Regions from separate parts of the Columba livia genome. Here region 2 is linked to region 1. The links are chromatin contacts, called in public Hi-C maps. All regions are on one chromosome and are shown on one strand. Each heading gives the region's core, a stretch centred on a gene start, on an enhancer-like site or on the middle of the called end of the contact. The rest is flanking DNA. Distances are from core to core; before and after follow the strand shown. Region 1 overlaps SLC12A8 (solute carrier family 12 member 8). Region 2 overlaps ITGB5 (integrin subunit beta 5).

Evidence for each region. A called contact is a pair of places that touch in the nucleus more often than the background predicts.
Region 2: a Hi-C map of crop shows a contact between it and region 1, with 1.9 times the contacts expected there. The contact joins two enhancer-like sites. A contact is called at or near these places in 2 of 2 Hi-C or Micro-C datasets (crop and liver).

What each region holds. Positions count from the first base shown.
Region 1 is chr7:10,396,929-10,404,816 of bColLiv1.pat.W.v2, forward strand. It overlaps SLC12A8 (solute carrier family 12 member 8), which reads left to right. Exons shown (of 14, transcript XR_010473992.1): 4 at 87-278; 5 at 3,954-4,185. Among named protein-coding and RNA genes, the nearest start is that of SLC12A8, 20 kb to the left of the region's middle. Within about 2 kb of position 5,128, at least 2 of the 3 cell types and tissues checked have an H3K27ac peak away from gene starts, as active enhancers do.
Region 2 is chr7:10,603,383-10,611,270 of bColLiv1.pat.W.v2, forward strand. ITGB5 (integrin subunit beta 5) reads left to right here. Exons shown (of 13, transcript XM_065070500.1): 13 at 3,651-4,239. The coding sequence ends at 3,658. Among named protein-coding and RNA genes, the nearest start is that of UMPS, 18 kb to the right of the region's middle. Within about 2 kb of position 4,774, at least 2 of the 3 cell types and tissues checked have an H3K27ac peak away from gene starts, as active enhancers do.

The DNA of each region.
Region 1 (7,888 bases), core at 3,878-6,377:
CAGATAGGTCCTTTATTTTTCTTGACTAATCTTCATGGTGTGAGTTGAACTTTACTTATGGGTGTTCTCTTTTTTTTTCATTCCAGGGAAACACGGGCATTGTAATGGGCATGTTTCTGGTGTCCTTTGTCATCCTGGTTGCCCTGGTGACAGTCTTATCTGGAATTGGGATGTGTGAGAAGTGCAGCATCGGAAATGGAGGAGTCTACTCTATGATTTCTACTGTCCTTGGAGGTCAAGTAGGGGGGACCATTGGCCTCCTTTATATTTTTGGCCAGGTAACAAAAAAAAAAAACAACCCAAAACAACAACAACAAAAAGTTACTTAAAGAAAATTTAGAAACTTTGCAATGATGGTATTAATCTTGTGCTTTCCTGGCACAAGTACAATCCCAGTAATGCTCCAGCAAGAGAGAGCAGCACAGGGACCATTCAGCCCCGCTCTGCTCCCCACAAGCAAGCCTGTGCAGGGCAATACACCACCTGGCATGGGTCACAGTGGTGGAGGAACTGGGTGTTTGAACATGCAGGAGCTGCCCTCCCATCCCAAATTACCCCCAGTGCCAGGACATGTCCTTGCTGGTGAGAGATTTGATTTAAAGCAAAGGGGGAGAGGCCAGGGTGGCCACCTAAAGCCCAGCGGGCGGCTGTGGGCTGGCAGGTTGGTCTTGGCGTGTTCCTGGTGCCCTCAGAACCAGGCAAGCCTTGGCTGCTTCTCTGCAGGAGCCACAGGAGTGGAGCTGGTGTGGGAGGAGAGCTGGGCAGCGGTGAGGGCCACAGCTGAGTGACTTCTGGAGATCCAAAAGTCACAGTTCTGGGTTTTCTGAAAGGAGCCGTCGTGGTGGTGGAGCACTGAAATACACAAGTACTAAATATAAAGAATGGAAAGTAATCTCTTAAACCCACAGTAACTTAACCCCCTCCCCCTATAAAGATATTATGAACAGTATAAAATGTGGTGAGCAGAGAAGCATTTATATTGAGGTTTGTTTTTAACTGACTGGCTTGCAGCAATCTCCAAAAACCCTTAAAAAGCCCCAAACCAAAAATAACCCCCTCTTGTCCTTTCACTCCAGATTAAAAACAAGTGTCCATAAAACACAAACTGAACGCAGTTACAAGCCAAGATATGGAAATGGGCCACACATGAGAATCCTTCCTGTCATATTTTCCACTCTGGCTCTCCGAGCAGACCCTGGCTGGGAAAGCAATCAGGCTGCAGCCCGTCCTGGGGGCTGTAAAAGCCATGGCTGCCGCAGCCCCTGTGTGCAGGGGGCTGTGGGGTGGGAGCTGGCAGCTTGTTCAGGATCACTTTGTCTGCTCCCGAAAGTTGATGCCTTTCCCTTCTCTTTGGCCGTGCTTTCTGCCTGACGTGCTTTGCACCAGCTGCAGGCTGCTCCTCTGCTAGAGATGCTCATGGGGCACTGTAACCTTCCTCATGAAGTGAGTCTGGCCAGCAATGGGGGTATTCCCTATTGCCTGGTCTGACTGGGGTGAGTGGGACATGACTGGCCATATGCTGCTGATGCCTTGGGAGATGCGAGGTGACTCAGTGCCCTGGGGCTGCTGCAGAGATCATAGAGTCATAGAATAGTTTGGGTTGAAAGGGACCTTCAAAGGTCATCTGGTCCAACCCCCTGCCATGAGCAGGGACATCTTCAATTAGATCAGGTTGCTCAGAGCTCTGTTCAGCCTGGCCTTAAGTATTTGTTTCCAGGGATGAGGCATCAACAACCTCTCTGGGCAACCTGGGCCAGTTGTTTTACCACACTCACTGTAAAAATTTTCTGTGCTGCATCAAGGTGAGCTGAGACCCAGCTGGGCTTTGCTGTCCTCCTGGGATGTTCCATACAAGAGGCTTAATCAGATTGTCTTAAACCATCCAGCACACATCTACCAGGTCTTATGAGACTGACGTGTTCGGTCACTGCAGCTCTAACCACGAGGCTGGGGTTTGGTGCCTTTCTCCGCAGTCTTCTTTCCTATAGTGGTTTGCAGTAAGACCTATCTGTGCAAGCAGAGTTTCTCCAGCGTCCAGCCCTGAAATCTGAAAAATGAAGACAGTGGAAGCAGTTGTCTGTGTGTTGAAAATTGATTATGTTCCTCACCCAGCAATTACAAAGCCTTGTAAGGGACTGATTTCTTCAAATTTCAGCCTAGAACTCAGTTCTCGTTTCAAGACTGGTAGTTCGGGTTGCAGTGCTACTTGTCCATGGCTCTGTGCAGAGCAGTGAGGGGTTTGTGGGCACCCAGCTCCTCTGTTCTGCTGGTGCTCATGGTTCATCAGAGGAAAGGCTTCAACATGGCTTGAGGTGCTGAGACTGTGTCAGTGTCTCGCTCTGCTCTGCTCCCTTCAGAGTGTCCTTGCACATTGCTGTCCTTGGCATGAAAGGAAAGAAAGCTTATTTAGTTAAGCAAATTTTTTCAAAAGCTGACATGGGTCAGGTGGGGTTAGGTGATACTGCTGTCTGTCCACAGGGCTTTTCCTCATGTGAGAGGCAAGAACTGCACCTGGTTTTAATGCATTTATCAGAGTTGGATTCTGTTTGGGTTTTTTTTGGCTTCAGGTCAGAAGTGCAGCTTTTGTGGATGCCCCAAGAGGAGCTGTGCTGGTGTGGGGTGTTGTCCTCTGCCAGCTCAGAAGGAACCCATTTTCCAGAGAGAACACCTATGTAGGACATGCATGGTCCACTCAGTGGTGGTGTAGGCCGTGCTGAACACAAGTAAACAAGAATACTTCTACTTACCTGGGGACTTCCTTGCAGAGTCTGAGGCTTCTCTGGTGGAGATGTTCATAGTGGGGCTACCAGTGAGAAAAAGGAGAGACTTTCAGCATTTTAGTTCACCCAATCTGTGCTAAGTGTCTGTCTCTCGAGGTGAATCCTTCTCCAGGATCTTCAAGTTGTATGTGTCCTAGTCTGAATAGGTGAGTCCCACACACCTTGCTTGCTGAAAACCACACTTGAACCCACAGCTCCTGGTTATGGGTCAGGTCGCCCTGAACACTCTCAGTGGAGCAGTGCTGGGTCAGTCCAAGAGAGTTCTGCAGCGAGGGAGGGGGCTGCTCTGAGTCTTGCTGGCTTTGGTGGAGGTTTTCTCCCTTCCCATCGTGTGGGAGCTGTGCTGCACATCCCTTGTCTGTGCACGGGGACAGTGGGGTGGCAGGACCCGAGGTCACACCACCCATGTCAGTGTGCAACCATGTGCCCAGACCTGTTTTGCCAGGGATGCTGTGCACTGGAGAAGGTTGTTGTTGAGATGTCAGCTGGTGGGAACCTCTGGAGGGAAATGTTCTGGTATTTAGGATTGCCCTGCAGTGGGGTTTGAGGCCTGAACCTATGTTGCAGATGTCCTGTCCTGCAGACTCTCAGCCACCTAGGGCACAGCGTGTGTCCTGCTCTGCAGCAAGACAAACAGACAGCTGTCCCGGCAGTGCGGGAGGCATGGCTTGCACAATGTGCACTCCTCAAAAGTGCAGGCTCTGTTCCAGCAGCAAGACGGGGAGCTGGTGAAACCTCAGACTTTACATCCAAACTAAACACTGAGTTAAAAATAACCCCTGGGAGGCAGTGAAGGGGGAAGTAAACTGCTGTTCTTCAGGGAGGTGTTGAACAGAGAAACAGAAGAAGGGAAGAAACCTAGAGGTTGACTCATCCTTTTATCCCTTGTAGAAGCCAGTGTGGTTTCTCCTGTAGCATTAATAGAGGGTTAATTTTAAAGCCAGTGGAAAGTTACTGGGCTAATGCCCGGCCTTCTCTGTTAGCCTGGGCGGTAGGTGTGCTGCCCTGGCAGCATGCTGTCTTACAGCAATAAGTTTCAGTCCCTGTAGACCAGAGTGACATTAAAGACTGTATTGTGACAGCAAACATCTGTCTGTCTGAACAGAGGCCCCCCAGCCCTGCATGGAGGCTGTGGATGGGGATTTCTTGTTCTCACACAGCTCTGTCCTTCAGTGCGTTGCAGGTGCCATGTACATCACTGGATTCGCGGAGTCCATCGCAGATGTCCTGAGCCTCAGCAACATCTGGGCGGTGCGTGGGATCTCCCTGGCTGTCCTGCTGGGCCTGCTGGGGATCAACCTGGCTGGGGTGAAGTGGATCATCAGGCTCCAGCTCCTGCTGCTCTTCCTCCTGGCTGTCTCGACACTTGACTTCGTCATCGGGTCCTTTACACATCTTGATCCAGGTAAAACTGGGGGTCAGGAGGTGTTCATCCTCCAGGGCTTTCTCCTTCAGTGTATTTGTGAAGTTACACATTTGGGCAGAGGTGGAGTTCAGTGCTCCCAGACATGTCCCCTGTCCTTTTATACTGAGATTTTAGAGGCAACTTTGCAAGGAATAAGAATTTCCAGAGCATGACTTAAAATGCCGTATTAATTTAGGTTTAACCACAGGAACAGGTCTCAGGGTGTGCACTTGCTATACTTGTATAAACTCGGAGGTTTTCTAGTAACAGAGAGTGGCTGCATTAGCAATTGCTCTTTGTAGCCTTCTGCTGTCTAACTCTGAGCGTCGTGTCCAAAAAAGGGAAGAATTGTGACTGTGGATTAAGGAGCTGTTCTTGTCAGAGACCCTTGGGCTCACTCAGACACTGGCAATGGTGGGCTGTGTCCCCAGCTGCACACTGCTGGATTTGCTTCCCCAGCCTGACTTCAGCCTACAGCAGCTGCTCCGGCTTGGGCATCCAGAGGTTTGGGGCTCCCACCTGCAGCCCTGCTTGCACCTTGAGCCCCTTTTCCCCTTCCTCCATCCTCATCCATGAGAGGTGTTTGCAGGGAAACACATCTCAAGACGTGGGGAGTTGTGGATGGGGTCCATGCGGGCCGCACCGGCCAGTTTCAGCAATAACGAAGTGTAATTAGCTGAGTAAACAGAAGGTGTCACCTTTTTCTTGGCTTCCCCTGTGTCCAGCAGCAGCTTCGGGGGTTGCAAGGGGCCTGTTAAAGTGGGTTTAAAGGAAAGATCTTGACTTTTGATTTACAGTCAGGATTCAGCTGCCGAGTGGGGCAGCGAGAGGTGAATCTCATAGGAGTTCACAGTGCCCATGGAGTGGCTGCCTTTCACACTGCTGGGGTTTTATGCTGCTGGGACGGTGTGCAGGGACACCGGGGTGGGCGCAGGAGCTGCTGCCCCAGCAACTTCTCCCCTCTCAGAGAGCCTTGTGGAAAGGCATTTGCATTTTATACTTAACAAGTAAGAAATGCCCCAAAGGAAAGCTGGTAAAATTCCCAGCAGACACTTGCAAATGAGAACGAAGCGAGGACGGTTGTGGTCCCTGTGATGTGTCCTGCAGAGAAAGCAACTGACCTGCTCCAAACAGCTGCATTTCATAGGAAGTTGTTTTCTAAAGGAAATGGGGCGGGGGGGGAGGTAGTGTTTTGGTTGTGCTCAGAGGAGAATTTTAATGTGGACCTAGAGACCTTTCTAATAGTAGAGAGAAGATGAATACTCAGGGTAAGACCTGATGGTAGGAAAGTAAACATGGGATCAGGAGGAGAGAATTAGAGGAATACAAACGTCAGCAGGAAGCAAGCCCAAGTTGAGGTCAATGTAGTTGTCTTTGATTTCCTCCACTACTGAGCACTATGTCATTTTCTTCTCACTGAAAATAGAGAAAGGAAGGGAAATGAGGCTGTTGAGCATTGCAGATGCTGCAGTTTAGCTGTGGCTGGCTAAAGAGAGGATTTTCAGTGTATGGAAGAACGTCGGGCTGATGGTGGCGAGATCCAAGCTCCAAACGCCACTATCCCAGAGCAGTGCTGCCCGTACAGTGGGACCTATGGCCATGAGACTGGCTGGGGAGACCTGCGGGTTTCTCTGCTTTTACAGACAGCCTCTGTGTGAGAAAACTGTTCCGAGCCAGGCTGAGTGCTTGGTTCCTCACAAGTCCTGCACTTCCCCAGAAGGCCTCTGAGTGGTGTGTCAGCACCAACCGTGAGAGCTGGGCTTCAAGAAGCCTCCTCACTCTGTCTTGCGTGCTTTCTGCACGGCGTGGATAGATGCTCGTCTCTTGGGCACAATTGCACCCATCAGGAAAGCATCCCTTCTGCGAGGAGGCTGCGGGCGGGATGTGCAGGTGTGGGTGAAACTCCATCCTCGGGAGGCGGCTGATGGCAACGGTGGGGTGCAGTGCATCTGAGCCCAGCACCTGGGGTAGCATTTGGGACCCTTTTGAGTGAACAGTCAAGTGGTCACCTCTCGGCAGCCTTCACCTGCCTGCGGTTGTTTTGGGTTTGGTTCTTTGGATGCAGCCGTGACTGAAATGCAAAGGGCAGCATGCAGGGAGAGGTAATTTTTGAGGATGGACCTATGAGCTGGAAAGATTTCAGCTGACGTCTAGTTGTATCCTTGTTTAATGACAGGTTTATGGCATTTCAGTTCACAGACTCAGGTCTTGGTCTCTGAACCTGTAAAATGGGCCTTGTGTGGTCACCCTGCCATTCTCACTCCTGCCATGGCAGCCTTTTCCATCACTTTGCAATTCCAAGTGCTGCACACATACCAAAGGACTGCACATCTGCCAAGCAGCAGTTTTTTGGATTGAAATAATCTCCAGGAATGCCTGTCCATCTTGAAGGCCTGAAATGGCTGCCTTTGTGCGGTTGGGCTGGGTGGAGTCCCCAGCTCTTCTCCCCGTTCCCTCAGCGCACACCCAGGCACACACCACATCGGATATTGTCCAAGCACTCACTCCCTTCCTGTGGTTTGCCTTTATTTTTAGCCTGAGGATGGAGCGTGTTTACACAAAAGGGGGCTTCTCAGCAGGGCTCCCCGCTGCTTTTGCTCCTTTTATTTTTATTTTTTCCTCCCAATTGCCATGGGTTGCTCCTGCTCTGAGAGCCATCCAGGCTCTTGCAGCCTGGAGCTGGGGCTGGAGGAGCTGAGCAGCTCCAACAAACAGGGGATGCTCTGGGTTGTTTGTCCAGATGCTGCTGAGACCGCAGGCAGACCTGCCTGCTCCCTGCCAGGCTGCAGCATCCCTCTGCCTGGCCCTGAGGGCTTTTGCTCCTTCCCGCAGGGTGGGGTGGGACTGGCTGAGTTTTTTGGAGTTAATCCTAAATCCTCCCCTTGACTCTGGCTGACGCTTCCCCTGGGAACGGGTCACAGTCCCAAGCTGGGATCTTGGCCAGGGCTGGGTATTGAGGAGAGGGGCTCCCTATGCCGTCTGAAATCCAGCCTCATTGAGCTGTCTCTGGCCACTAGCCTTAAAATTCAGTCCCATCTGCAGAAACATGTGCTCTTTCCTGGGGATGGAAAACATCTGTATTCTCTTTCTCCTTAGGCCCAGCTTACTTTTTTTACCAAACTTAACACAGGTAAATTGAAATTGGGCAGCACTCGACTTCTCAGTCCCTAACCAAGACCCAGCACTTGCTACAGGTTTGCACAGTAGCAGTGCAGGGGTTTTGTGGCTTGCGTACATTTGTGTTTTAAATCTAGAGGTCCATACCTCAAAATCAGCCTGAGTCATTTTGGGAGGAGCAGTGAACGTGAAGGAGAGGATGCTCCTCTCCGTGACCAGCTCCTCAGAATGGTATGTGAAACTTTTTGGCCTTTTCACGTCCTGAACATTAGAGTCACGGAAAAAGAAGATAAGCCCGCTGTTAATGCCCACTCTTTTATTTTTCTAGCATATCTCTGCTAATTTTTGTGTAGGGTGACTCCCAAATACTCCCTCTCAATTAGGCGCCTGCTTTCCTGTTTTGGCAGTGGCTCTCAGGTGCCCCGTTGAAGCCAAGCGGCTGTGGGAGCGGATCGGGTTGAGGGTTATTTGGGGAGGGCTGGTGTTAATTTGGTTGTGCTTTGTTGGGGAGATGAAAAGAATTGCAACACGCAGAACGGGCCTGACAGCAGCTTCTTAAATTCCTGGGGAAAATAAATAAATCTGT
Region 2 (7,888 bases), core at 3,524-6,023, 210 kb after region 1:
ATATGGAATTGGAAGCAACTGGGCCTGGAGGAACTGGGATTTGCTGCTCAAGTCAGAAGGGCATTAGTCAAGAAACGTGAAAGTTTTATCTATATTTATCTAATTAGTACTTTGCTTTGTAACAATCAGCATTTCTCCAGTCCTACCTTTGATAACACTGTGTAGGTAGAGCAGGTTCTCCTGTCCTGAGGGTAGGAACAGCTGAGGTTTGTCCACACCAGAAGCCCCACCAGGACTCACCAGAGGGACAGCTGCATCTAGGCTCAGAGCTGTTGAAATGGAGGGAATCAATCTTTCAGCTGAAAGCAGGTCAAAGGCATTGGAAGGGAAGACAAACAGACAGGAGAGAGATAAAGGGCTGGAGTAGTAGTCCTCATTAATGTGATCGTTTTTCAGTGTGACAGACGGGCACAGATATGAGTGAGGAGAGGGAGTGCAGGAAGCATTTTCCAGGTGCCTAAGCCAAGGCCATGTCTTTGCCAACCAGTAACACTGGGTGACCAAAGCCTTTCCCATCCCTTGACTCTCTCAGTCCGTACATCCCTACAGAGATGTGCTCCTGCAGAGCTGCCTGACATGGTTGGAGATGTTGCCCCATCTTCTTCACTGTCCCTGCAGTGGGGACACCCCACAAGCTGTGGCCATGCAGGGTGATGGCTCTGCTGATATCCCCCCTGCAGCTAGAGTTGCAAACCTCAGGTAATGGCTTTGCCAAAACTTTGTAATGGCTTTTGTGAAGCAGCATTCCTCAGGAAGCGTCTTATAGCAATCAGAGCAGCTACAGGCTCTGCCTGGTGCTGTGATATATTAAACAGGCAACCAAACTGTGTCCATATGGCCATGGGAATCAAGTAGTCACATATCTTGCTTGACCCCCATCTCTGCATCCTCTCTTCCAGCCAGCTCCTCCTTTCCCCCTCCCTCTATCCTCTCCTCCCCATTTTCCTTCTATCTCACCTTTTAAAAACAAACTTCTCAACAGTTTCCAGAGCTGGAGCCGTTCAGCACAGCTGGAGCTTGAGCTGGCCATGGGCTGCTGCTGCTGATGGCCCTGGTTGTGTCCTTGCAGGCTGAATCTCTGCCCCTCACTTTCTCTTCAGCTTTCACCCTTCAAGAAATTTAGCAAATTAAAAAGAAAATGGCATTTATTGCCAAAGCCGACTTGAGTGAAGGAAGGGCATGTGTGTGTGTGCGAGTTGTGTTATGTTTGACATGTAACATTTGCTGAGTGCCACATTTTCTCATGCAGTAAGTCTGGATGCTGCTCAGTTACAATTTGCATGAATTGTGATCAATCTGTGCTGCTTTCCAGGCTTGCTCCCTGTTCCTCTGCTCCCGTGGCAAGCCCTGCTGAGCTTGCAGAGGAGAATTGTGCTAATTCCTAATATTAAACCTGACAACTAAGCCAGCCAAGTGCCATATTGCAACTTTAGACATATCCTGTTAAAAAGGGGGACTAGGTCAAAATCAGGGGAACCCACACCATCAGAAGTTGTTAGGGAGGAAGTAGCTTAAAAAGAAGAGGGTGTTGGATGCATTTGTGTAAGGATACAAAAGTTCTGCAACTCTGCATCTTGTTCCAGAAACAGATGACCCAAACGCAATCCTCTGTGCCTACCCGGTGAACAACTGCGTCATGAAGTTCACCTACTCGGAGCTTGCCAGTGGGAAATCCAACCTCACCGTCCTCAAAGAGCCAGGTTAGCCCTCCTTTGGGTTTCCTTTTGATAGCACAGGTGCCTTGCGGGAGCTGATAGGCTGCTGGGAAGCCTGGCGGGCTGCCAAAAGGCTGATTTCGCTGCCTGCACAAAGGCACCCATGAGCAGGTGAACTGGGATGATTTAAAAAGATAAAGTGTTTTACAGTGCTGAAACCCATCTCCAAATACTCGTAACTCAGTAAAATAGTGAAACGCGTACCTGAGCTGCCAGCATTGCTAGCAAGCAGCTGAAGGGCTTTTTGGCAGCTTGGGATGCTGAAATTAAACCCAGCCTATTTACATAGCAAAAAGCATGCCATTTACTGGTTTGGAGATATAGCCATTGAGAGAAAAGTAAAACAGAAGGGGAGATATGGTCCTGCTGCTGGTTAAGTCGGGATGTTAGGAAAGCCCCAGAGCACCTATGGATTTCTGCATTTCCGAAGAGCTCGCTCTGGGCTGAGCAGCACAAGGGCTGTGTGTCCCTGCTTCCCTCCTAGGGCTGCTGCAGACAGCTGTGCTTCCCGGAGTTATTTTAATCACATGCCATGCAGTTTCTCAAAGAAAACCCCACGTGGTCCTGCAGGATGAGCTGGCGAGCACCCAGCAGTAGCTTCTCGTGGTCTGCTCTGGTCCTCTGAGGCACAGGCCAGTATGGGAAAGACTGAGGGACTGCACATTTCATTTTATTTGTGCAGCAGCTTCTACTTAATTGAAAGAGCAGTTGATTAGCTGACAGTTAATGTACTTATGTAAAGTGCCTAGTGATCACCTGCGTCCATGTGGGCCAGAAGCTGATCTGGCTTTTGCCACAGGCACCTTAACCCTCTGTATCCCACATGGTCAGCCAGCATTAAAACCAGGCATCACTCTTGGACAGTGGCACTGCGGCACAGCTTGACCCTCAAAGTGTGATGATGCATCCTGGCCCCAAGTGATGTCTATGGGGCCTGTTCCTTTGACCTGTCTCTAGTCAGCAATTTATTTAATTTTTAAAAATCCTTTTGGATTCAGAGAGGACTGTTGCTTTTCTTTTTTTTTTTAATTTAGTCACTGCTGCTAGCACTGCCCTGAGGTCACCTGCTCAGTGGCTGTGGTCCAGGTCATTATATCCCAGTATCCTGATCGGGACACACTTACACCAGAACTAATTACCTTCTCCTCCTTGTTACCAGCATGCAGCTCAGCCCCCAGCGCCGTGACCATCGTGCTGGCGGTGATCGGCAGTGTGGTGCTGATCGGCATCATCCTGCTGGGGCTCTGGAAGCTGCTCGTCACCATCCATGACAGGCGGGAGTTCGACCGATTCCAGAGTGAACGTTCCCGGGCCAGATATGAAATGGTGAGCCCCGGGCTGGGGTGCAGCTGGAATATGGGCAGGGGCTTTACTGCTTTTGGAGATGAACGCACATTTCAGTCAAAACCTCTCCTATGAGGACAGGCTAAGAAAGTTGGAGTTGTTCAGGCTGGAGAAGAGAAGGCTCTGGGGAGACCTTATTGTGTCTTTCGATACTTAAAAGGGACCTATAAGAAGGATGGGGACAGACCTTTTAGCAAGGCATGTTACAACAGGACAAGGGGTAATGGTTTTAAACTGAAGGAGAAGAGATTCAGGCTGGACATGAGGAAGAAATTTTTTTACACTGAGGGTGGTGAAACACTGGCCCAGATTGTCCAGAGAGGTGGTTGATGCTCCATTCCTGGAGACATTCAAGGCCAGGCTGGACGGGGCTCTGAGCAACCTGATCTGAGTGAAGATGTTACTGCTTGTTGCAAGGGGTTGGACTAGATGAGCTTTGAAGGTCTTTTCCAACCCAAACTGTTCTATGATTCTAAAGCATTGCTATCACCCAATTACTTGTCACAGGAAGGGGGAAATAATACACATTTTTGCCATGACATGGGTTTTGTTACTCACCTTTGTTCTTTTTGTCTTCTCGTTTCTTCGAAGGCATCTAATCCTCTCTACCGAAAGCCTATTTCCACGCATAACGTAGAGTTCACATTCAACAAGCTCAACAAGTCTTACAACGGTACAGTTGACTGATGGGGTCTTGGCGCCTGGGACTGCTGTGGACAATTGCTTGACTGTATGTGCTGCTTCCCCACTTGAAGACGGGATCCTCTTCAGGGGGGAGAATCCCTCACGACAGGACTGGTCGATGACCAAAGCCTGTTATTTGCACAGTAAGGAGAAAAGTCTGGTTTGTTCTGGAGGCATGGACACGAAGGCAGGCTCCCCGCCTCTGCCAATGGACACCAAGCCTTTTGTGACTCCATACACCAGCTTTCTGGATGTATTAAACCTGCCAGCTAAGTCAACTCAGTGCCATATTGCAGCTTTAGACATATCCCATTAGAAAGGGGGCCTAGGTCAAAAATCAGGGGAACCCACACCATCAAAAGTTGTTAGGGGGGAATTAGCTTAAAAAAAAAAAAGAGGGTGTTGGAAGCATTTGTGTAAGAAATTAGGTACAAGAGTTCTGCAGTCTTTAGGATTTTTTTTATATAAAAAAAATAAAACTATTGTGCATATATGATGCTGAGAGTAAATTGTTTCCTTGCTGAGCTCCCCCACCAACAGACTAAACAGGGTCTTGTGCTTGCAAGCACAAGTGGTGCTGCCTGATTGATTTATTAATAGAGCCTTATCGGTAAAAGCATGGCTATAAAAATAGGAGCTGGAGCCGCAATGACTGCTGCAGAAGGTATGTTGATTTAATACCCTAGTGTTGACCCAGGGTGGGGGGTGCCACAAGGAGCTCTTGCTCTGTGCCAGCAGTGTTAAACAGGCCAAGGGAAATGGGAGTTTAGGCTGAGGAAACTAAATTAAACACCTTTTTCTTGGGGTGTGCAGGTAGGTATCTGGCATGAATGCCTGCAGGAGGGCAGCTGGGAGCACACAGCAGCTCACCCAAACATCTGATGTTTTACCAGAGGACAAGAGCTGCGGGGTGCAGTGGACACCAGCTAGAAAAGAAGGGGAGCCCTGAGCTTTTGGCTGGGAAGAGGGCTGGATAAAACTCAGTGTTGTTGCTTCACAGCATACATTTTGCTTTGGTTTTGTTGTTTTTTTTGCCCCTCAAACTGTTCTCCCAGCCCCATCTGTTTTCATCTGGAGCTGGAGTCTGGGTTACCCTGGGTGACAGCTGCAGCTTTAAACCCACACAGGGTGTAAACCCACACAGTCACCCGCAGGAGAGAGAAGCTGGAGCAGTTGCTACTGCCTGGTTTGTTGTTTTTTTTTTTCCAACCTTTTTACTTGTCACTTTGCCCTGAACAGATCACGCAATAGTCAGCTGGAGGAAGCTTGCCAAGGAAAAGCAAAAACAAATTGTGCTCATTGTTTTGACTTGCTCTTCTCATTGGAAAAGGGCCATGGGCCCATCCTTCCGGATTTATTTATTCTTTATTTGGTTTTGCCTCTATAAACAGAAGCTCTTATTTGCTCAGTATAAACAGCTCTCCTTCAAGAATTTTATGGTCTCCCCCTCCTCCCACCAGCAGCACTGAAGAAATGCAGCAGACCACACTAAAAATAGCTCAAAACAGGGATTTTTAGGAGTGCAGCAAGTGGCAGATTGGCAGCATCGGTGCTGATCAGGTGAGGTTAAAAATAAAAACAAAACTAAAATCCCAAACAAATTAAATTTGGGCTCTGTCTTCCCACTTGATTCCACTAAATTTACCCGAGCAGGGGAGGAGGCTGCATGCATCCTGAAATCAAGTGCCAGGGCAGCCTCGGGTAAAATGCTGGTTCTGCCTCTGTGTAACCCACCTGTGCATGGGTTGGGGGCTGTGCTTCCTCCCCATGAAGTGCCACAAACGACAGGACAGGCCTGAGCACTGCAGAGAGGCAGCTCTTCAGAGTTCCATGTTTCCTACACAGTATTGAAGTTCAGGGCTGATATTTACAGACTGTGATGTGTATTAAATACCTGGGACTAATGCTGCCACCTGGGAAGGAGCATCCGTGGGATAAGTAAGGTTTTTGTGACCATCCCGCTGCCTAGTGTCAGGCTGGCAAGATAGATTTTGTCACTACCATGAAGAAAAAAATAGAAAACAGTCAAAAAATAATCATCACAAGTGAACACAGCAAGTTTCAGCTTAGTTCATGTGACTGTCTCACACAAGCTGTACTGCCCCAGGCATGGAAAGGGGGAGCAGGAAGGAAAGTGGAGGGAAGGGAAGGGCAGGAACACTTAAAACCAGCTTTGCCATCCAAAGCAGCAAGCACTGTGAATACAGATCTGCTGCCATTAATTCATGAGAGAGCAAGTAGTTTAAAAACAAAACCAACCCCTTCATTTTCTTCTTTGCACTCCGAAAGGAAAGGCACGGGCAGTGCCCCCTGCCACCCTTTCCCTTGCAGATTACCTTTGTGCTGCGGCATTTCCCAGCAGGCCGGGTTAGAGCTGAAAAAACAGACAATTAAGGCAGTGGTAGGGAGATGAAGTTTGAGTCATTGTTTGAGTAGGGAGGGTGCAGAGGAGGAGACCAAGGGCCTGGGGACAGGACTGCAGGTGCCCTTCCCCTGCATGGGGACACTGGGTTGTAAAGCAAACTGCTCTGTGAAGTAGCCAGGGAGCAACGTGGGGAGAACGTAGGTGAGGGAAGAGAGCCACAGGACGGCCTCACAAGACAGTGCAGCAACAAAGTAGGAAATAGGGTTGATTGCTGTCAGCAAAGAGCATCCTGCTGCCCACAGCGCTCGGCCAGGCAGCACAGAGCAGCCCCCCAAATTTAGCTTCTCCACAAGGTTGCATCTAAAAAAAAAAGGAAGTGATGCTAAGAGCAAGAAGGCTTTGCTTTACTGTGTAAGCAGATATGTCTTTACCCTTGCAAGGTTAATGCCAAGCAGAGTCATGGGAATGGTATATTTCAGTCAGCAGCAGTTTATTTGTGTCTGTAAATACAGGCAGCCTGACCACAGCGAACATTCCTGAATGAAAACTTCAGCAGAAGCCATCGAAGGGTCACATGTGATGGAAAAAATATCAGTGCTTGTCTGGCCAAGCTGGAATCCAGATGCCATAGCAACATCAGCTCCTCCTGTTTCCCGAGCCACAGCTGGTGGCTGCTGCTGCATGGCCTCGGGGCTGGGGCTCCCCAGTGCCTTTTCCCTCTGTTGCTGGTGTTCCTGGGGCAGCGAGCATCACATCACGCCTTGGGAAAACTCAAGGCCAAAGGCAGCATTATTTGCTTTGTTAACCATGGAGACACACCGTAACCCTTTGCTGTAACACCAGCCGGCGGGAGGCACGCCTGCTTTGCATCGTCTTTGCCCTGTACGGTGGAGTGAGAAGGTGCTCAACAGCTGAAGGCTGAGCCCAGGCTTTAGAAGATGAATGTCTCACACTCTTTAACCTGTTTAACATTGCATTTCTTCAGGCAAGTGGAAAGCAACGGAGCTAGTGTATTGAGGAGAGGGTCACTAAGATTCCTGGAAAAAACACCAAAGCGAGATAACTGACTCTATCAGCAGCATGGTAGCATCTCCTGACCTTTATATTCAGCATCACCTCTGTATCCGAACACACTTTGAAACGGAATTAACTGTTTTTTCTCTACTTCCTCTTCACTGTCAACCTGCAAAAATCCTAAACAATACAATGAGATAGAGACACAGGATTTCATCTCATCCTATCCCTTTCTCTATCCCCACTAGTTAGTGCTGGTATACACTGGATGCAGCCCAACAGAAAATCCTCCATTCTCCTCCGTCATGACCCAGAAGGGTCACCCAGCCTGTGGGTGGGCAAAAGTTGCAACTGTGGGTTTGCAGAACTCTGTCATGCACAAGGACAGGGAGGATTAATTTCCTACATTACTTTATTACATTTTACTACAGGTCATCACTATCAAGGCAAGTACGCTTATGATTAGTATATATATACTACAAATTACTACTGGAAAGAAAATATATATTTCAACAGTAGCATAATCTATATTAGTAGCAAGTCTATATTTGAATATTACAAGTTACTATAGAACTACCACTAGTAAAGCAGCAAATATACTTATCAGTAATTACTTACATGCATGCCTCTATATATATATGATGTTACCAGTACCAAGTGCTTACGAAACCCATCTCAGAAGTGGGGCCAACTGGACAAACTCTTACTTGGTCGATGATCTGCTCATGGAGCCCGGAGTCAGCCCAGCATTCCTGGCGAGGTTCCA